Regions from separate parts of the Mus musculus genome. Here region 1 is linked to region 2. The links are chromatin contacts, called in public HiChIP or PLAC-seq maps. All regions are on one chromosome and are shown on one strand. Each heading gives the region's core, a stretch centred on a gene start, on an enhancer-like site or on the middle of the called end of the contact. The rest is flanking DNA. Distances are from core to core; before and after follow the strand shown. Region 1 overlaps Myh10 (myosin, heavy polypeptide 10, non-muscle). Region 2 holds the start of Mfsd6l (major facilitator superfamily domain containing 6-like).

The links. HiChIP or PLAC-seq counts read pairs in DNA pulled down with a chosen protein or histone mark.
Region 1: an H3K27ac HiChIP or PLAC-seq map of embryonic stem cells shows a contact between it and region 2, with 2.8 times the contacts expected there. The contact joins the enhancer-like site here to the promoter of Mfsd6l in region 2. A contact is called at or near these places in 10 of 39 promoter capture datasets (the C10 cell line, cranial neural crest, embryonic stem cells and 6 more), 1 of 15 datasets of contacts at CTCF or cohesin (large pre-B cells), 3 of 484 Hi-C or Micro-C datasets (bone marrow-derived macrophages, cochlea and stem cell-derived neural stem cells), 12 of 115 datasets of contacts at active chromatin or transcription factors (craniofacial prominence, embryonic basal ganglia, embryonic fibroblasts and 7 more) and 3 of 9 other capture datasets (embryonic stem cells, embryonic tail and pancreatic islet).

Annotation. Positions count from the first base shown.
Region 1 is chr11:68,778,526-68,781,399 of GRCm38.p6, reverse strand. The region is part of intron 15 of Myh10 (myosin, heavy polypeptide 10, non-muscle); the gene reads right to left. Among named protein-coding and RNA genes, the nearest start is that of Ndel1, 73 kb to the left of the region's middle. Within about 2 kb of position 1,504, at least 15 of the 459 cell types and tissues checked have an H3K27ac peak or open chromatin away from gene starts, as enhancers often do. A contact at or near this core is called in embryonic stem cells, where this site is marked.
Region 2 is chr11:68,554,411-68,557,736 of GRCm38.p6, reverse strand. Mfsd6l (major facilitator superfamily domain containing 6-like) reads right to left here and starts at 1,551. Exons shown (of 1, transcript NM_146004.1): 1 at 1-1,551. The coding sequence starts at 1,412.

The DNA of each region.
Region 1 (2,874 bases), core at 255-2,754, 220 kb before region 2:
AACTCTTATCAAGTCCCTGTTGTATCTGCTTTTACAATCCTGCATCTGCTCTCATGATGACACCTAACATTCTTAGTTCATGTGTTAGGGAAAGAACAAAGTATACTTTTAAATATATTTACATCTCAAAGTGGGGAACGCAGGTAAGAGATCTAAGAGATCTCTCTCCGGGCGCTGCCACTTAATGCATGAAGACTGCAGAGAGGCAGTAGGTGAACAAGTGCAGGGCAGGAGGGGGCCAGGGAGGAGCAGTGAGCAGAGCCAGCAGGAAGGCAGAAAGGCCCAGGCTTGCTCCTGGGACGATGGCAGCCCGAACGAATGACATCACAGATGAGATGGCTAAGAAAAGTCCAAGTATATTCTGACAGAAGATCATGATTAATTCAGTATGAAAAAGCGACGTGTTGAGGGCAGTTCCTAGGGTTCTGGCTTGAGGTGAGAGGCTGGTGGATGAGGTCATGGGTAAAATGGAGAGACATGGAGTGAGCTGCCTAGGGCGGGCTGAATGCTGCAGCCTGCTGCTAAGGAAGGCTGGGATAACATAGATAAATTGGGGATTATCAACAAGTTGTTCAAGGTCAGGCGCCCCTGGGGAAACTGAAACAGATGAGGGCCTGGGACCACTCTGGGCTGGAAAAGGGAAAAAGAGGACAGCGGACAGATAAGAACAACACTCATCCGTGCCTTACCCCATGTGTCCCAGTGTGAGCGCTGCTCACTCCCGGTGGGAGCTGGGAGGCACTGAGTACTTGTATCCAGCTGCCCACCCAACTTCCCATTCTTGCCAGGACTCTGCCCTTTCTGATAACAGATTCTGACACTCCGCTAGGGGTCTTTCCTCTGGCCTTCCACCTCACTAATCCTCTCCTGTCACACATGTCCAAGTGTTAGCATAACTTTAGCCAGAGTCCGAGACACTGCCAGCAGTGAGCGTGTGATTTGTGGTAGGTTCCAACTGCAACAAACCCCAGCTCCTTCCTCTGAAAGCGAGACAAGGAGGTGCACGTTGCAGTGAGGCAGTAGCTAGCCTGCTCTGTGCTCACCGCTGGTATTCTCTGCCCACTTTCCCACACAACCTTGCATTCAGCCAGCCAGACTGTGGCAAGCTCCAAGATACAAGGACTTATCCATCCTTTCTGCTCACATGGCTAACTCCCCATTCCGTAGCTTCCTGAGAGCTCCTTAGGCTCTGGTCCCCGCAGTGCTCACAGTGCAGAGGCTTTCCCTCCTGACCTTTACATCTCAGCAGACAAACCCGAGAAAACACCCCACACTGCTCTAGGTAGCCTCTCTCCTTGACTTAGCGTTCCCCAGAGGACATTTCCGCAGCTACTCTCAGGGCCATGGGGACTGTCCCCACGGTCACTGTGATCTCTGACCACAGCCAGGATGAGTGCTGCTGCCTTCCCAGTGCAGGCTAGGTGCATGGTGCTGGCACCCAGTAGCTACTTAATAGATGCTGGAGGACAACAAAGCTTACCAAAACAACAGGTCACCTTGTCGCAAAGGAGGGATGGTGCCCAGATTACCAACACTGTCCAAGGATCCAATCACATTAGCACCACCACCACCATCTGCCTCATTTCCAATTCAATAGCTCTGGATTACTTTTAAAAAATGACTCAGGTTTGCCAAAAGCCAATGCTTTAGACTCTCAGGTTGTTTTGTCTTTTTAAAATCTACCATTTAAAATTCAGAGTTGGGTCCCAGCACTAAGAAAAACCTATCATTAAATGACCCTTAGCACATCACTAAATGTATAACTTCATTAAACTCTGATAAGGAAAGGGCTTTTCTTATGTAAATGATGAGACACAAGAGCCAGCAGCAGCAAGCCACAGCACGGGGCCCACTCCTTTGCCACGCCTCGCCACGTTAGGGCTGGTGGTGGGCTCTGGATCTATTATGTGGTTCCCTAGAACAGTGCAACAATTGCAAGTGTTCTGAACTATAATTTATTACCCTATAAGCTTAAACAGTCAGGAATTAGATGGGTTTATATTCATAATTTAAAAGAAAAAAGGGATTTCTCATCTCTCTTGCTATAGACTGCCAGCACCAGTTTCCTAAGGGCGATAATGTTGTCTCCTGTCAGGATCCTTAACCAGCTCTTCCCAGGGACGACAACCTCGGAGGCAAGGAGGAACAAGATGTTTTCAAAGACTTTTTTCAATCTGCCAAAAATATTAGTGCTTACTAAGTATTTGAAATTTATTGTGGCTAATAAAAGCCAGAGAGTGGGGAAGCCTAATGACTGTCTCAGGGCTGCAGAGCATATAAGCTCCATTCTCTCACAAGGGCCTCCAGCCAGCAGGTGACAGGCAAGCCACAGGTCCCCTGCAGCCACCTCAGCAGTGGAATACTGACCTGCTGTGAGTTCCCAGAAACAGCCTCATAACACATCTTTATGATATGTACCCTACAATTACAGATTTACAACCAGGAGGGAATTGGTAGTTAGAGCCAATTTGTTAGAAGAATTTTAGCAGTTAGACATTTTTAGGACAACCCCAGGAAGCAGAAAGGTTGGCTGACTGATTTAAGGAGACAGCCCTCCTTCTCAACCCCCAGTACTAGTGGAGAACTGACCAGGCAGGCAGGCCTCTCCCTCCCTCCCTCCCCACACTCAGGGGCTACTGTTCCCTGGCTTCTTCCTGTCAGGTAGATGTTGGGACTTATGTGACGGTGGTGGTCCAGCCTGACTGCTTGTCTATCAGCCGAGGCTGGGGATGCTATGAGTTAATGTGGGTTTGATTTTAAAAACAAAAACAAAGAAAACAGACAACTGCTATTCATGTAGCCATAGCAACTGTACCCCTTGAACATCAAGCACTAGGTCAGCCTGGTCTATGTAGTGAATCCCATTATAGCCAG
Region 2 (3,326 bases), core at 302-2,801:
GCCCACCAAAGAGCCCCACTGCTGATGGTGCTCAGGATCTGAACAGGGAGGACGGACCACCAGCTCCAGATGAAAGCATAGTAAAGCACCTGCAGGGCCAGGCAGCCCAGCCCCAGCCCCAGCACACCCACCCTAGACAGTTTCCTTAGCAACGAAGTTCTGAACGGGTGAAACAGAATTTCTCCTAGCAAGCTGAGAGCCACTGAGAAACCCATCACCAGCTCACTGCTGCCGTGGTCCTTCATGTGCCAGAACAGAAAGTCCTGCACAGTGCTGGCAGTGGCTCCTATCCAAAAGACAGTGAAGGCCAGGAGGATGAGGCGGGAGTCACCCCTTATGAGGGACAGAGCTTTGATGGCTTTGTAGCTGGGCCCCTGTTGCTGGTCTATGGGAACAGGAAAGGCAGTGCTCACTGCTAAGGCCAGGGTACTGACCAGCGAGTAGCTGTAGAAATAAATCACGCCCTGAGGACCATTGGCCACGAGGAGGCATTCCAGATGCCCCACCAAGGCTGCGATGCCACACACACCTGCTGATACACCTAACAGTTTCCACACCCACAGGTCTCTGTTCCGATCAGTGGCGTCTACGAAATCCAGGTATTCATAAAGACTGTCATCCGCCACCTGCTCCAGAGGGGCTGCCAGGAGTTCCCAGAATACAACAACTCCCAAGGAGAGGATGAAAGTCCACGGTGACCCTTTCGAGGAGTGATCAGGGGTCTGGGTGTCCCCCTGGGGCTTTGACAAGTTGACGGGACCTCCAAGAGCTGTACTTCCAGGAAGTAGATTCAGGGTAACATTGCCTACCTCAAAAGTCCCTTTCTGGGAATTATCTCTCAACCCAGAAGTGACAAGATGGAGGCCTTGTGTAGTGGTCCTGGCTCCTTCAACAGAGCCCACTAAATAGGTCTGCAGACCGCTAAATGTTCCTTCAGATCCATTTGGAAAGCCAGAAGTGTCCAGGGCTCTGGTGTGCCTGCTGCCTGGGAGGTTGGGTGCTCCAGACCCCTGGGTAGGGGTCATGATCACAGTTTGTGTGACCCCCAGCGGTAAGATAGTGGTGGCCACTCTACTGCTTCCATTACAAAAGTGGTTGACCAGATTTCTGTCCACCGGTGGGACGAGGACCATCAGGAGGCTGGCGCCTGCGGAGCTCAGCAATGAGCCAGTCAAAAACATTCTCCTTTTCTGGTAGCGTTTGGCCAGGAAGGCACAGAAGGGAATCCAGCAGGTAGCGATCAGGTGCTTGGTTCCCATGAGGATGCCCACCAAGGGCGCGGCCACACCCAGTTGCCTCAGGTAGAGGGTCAGGAACGGAGTCACACAGGCATCCCGGACTCCGCACACCAAGTGGAAGAGCCTGGCCACCCGTAGTGCCCTGGGGACGTCCCATTGCGGGTTGGGGCTCATGGTTACGGGATTCTGCCAGACCCGGAAGGACACAGGACTAAGTTAGATGCGGGGCGCGCGGCGCTCCATATCCTGGGAAGGGAGAATCGCTGGCTCAGGGTTCCGAGCAAGCCAAACTGCGTCACCTCCAGTCACCTAGCCAACGGCTATTTGCCCCCATGTCCGGCCACCCTCCCGGAAGTGGCCCCGCCCCAAGAGAGAGACGCGGCGGGGGCGGAGCCCACGCACCTGTTGACTGTACCTGCTGCACCTGTTGTACCTGCGCCTCACCTGCGCCACCTAATGGATGACGGACGCCCTGTGGTTTGCTGGGCGCGTTCTGACCACAGGTGCTGCTGGGCGCCTGGACTGCCTCAGGCCTGAGAAACTGACAGGGTCAGGATGGGGATGTGTCCGGGAAGAGAAGAATGAAGTGAACATCTGCACATCTCTGGTCCTCACACATCCCTCGTCCTCAGGTCTGTATTCATAGGCCCACTGGTCAGTGGCGATCTACAGAGTTGGTCCTGTTGATTGTAAGTGAAATCCCAATTCTGTCTGGCCATCACCAGAGGACTCAGACTTCCCCTCCTTGGCTTGCACTTTTGTCAATAATCTCTCTGTTCACCCAGAAAGGCATTTATATATATATATATTCAATCCTGGTAGCACCTCACAGTCCCAGGCAGTATGTACACAATGTACACACTCAATAGAATGCTGTTGCCTGCCCTGTTTAGGAATGCACTCCAGAGATTCTTAGCTGGCTTTGAACCTCAGTAGAGGAACCTCAGTAGAGGAACCTCAGTAGAGGAAGTGAATACAGATACTTAAAAATTGCAGGTCAAAAGAAATAGTTTATTAGCCAAGTAAAGGTTTCCACACATGAATTCAGTGGCATCCAGGTCATGAGAAATGGCTCCAGATTTTTTTCTCTCCCCAGAGGCATTTCCTCTCTCAACTGAACTAAGATTCGAGCCCTTGAAATCATGGGGGGGGGGGGGGGGAGGAGGTGTACCATAGGCTTTCCTCCAGAATGGCCAACTATCCAGCTACAGATGCGGGAATTATTTGTTCTCAGACCTAGGGTCTCCATCTCTACCACTGAGCTGTATCCCAGCTCTGATTTGGTCCATTCATTTTTCATTCAAGGCTTGCTCAATGCACCTAATTTGGCCGTGGATTGGAGAGTGGGGGGTGTTTGCCAGCCAATATGTATGTGTAGCTAAATTTGAAATGGTAATTTCTCAGGAGACGGGTAGACAGCTAAGGTCCTCCGCACTTTCTCTTACCATATGGCTGACAGACTCTCACTGATACTTAGAACCTAAGGATTAAAACGTTATTAAATTAAAATTTAAAAACTAAGAGTTGCTAGCTGGGTATGGTGACGCATGCCTGAGTCTAACACTTGAGGGATGGAGGCAGGGGGATCAGGAGTTCATCATCAGCCTCAGCTAGCTTTTTTGAGGTGAGACCTTGTTTACAAAACTGAGCAAAAAGAAAACAAACATGCAAGTGATTAATGGGTGTGGAGGCTTAATCCCACATCTGGAGGTAGAAGCAGGAGAATCAGGAGTTCAAGACCAGCCTTTGTTATATGAGATCTTGTCTCAAAGATATCAACCACAAACCTAAACACACACACACACACACACACACACACCAAAACAAAAACCTAATGCTTGTGTGATTGTGAACGTTCAAACTGGTCTGAAGCAGTTCACATCACCTCAGTTCAGAAAAACAGAAAATCCCAGGTCAGACTCAGTGAGGCCATGATTGTTACCAGTTTCAAACCACTAAAGACTGCCTGCCCTCCCACCTGCCAGCCCGCCTGCGCCGCCCCCCCCCCCCCCACCACAGTGCCCCTGCCTTTGCCTCTTTCAGCAGCCTTCCCCCCACTTGCTCTTTCCCGCAGCTGCTTTCTTGGCT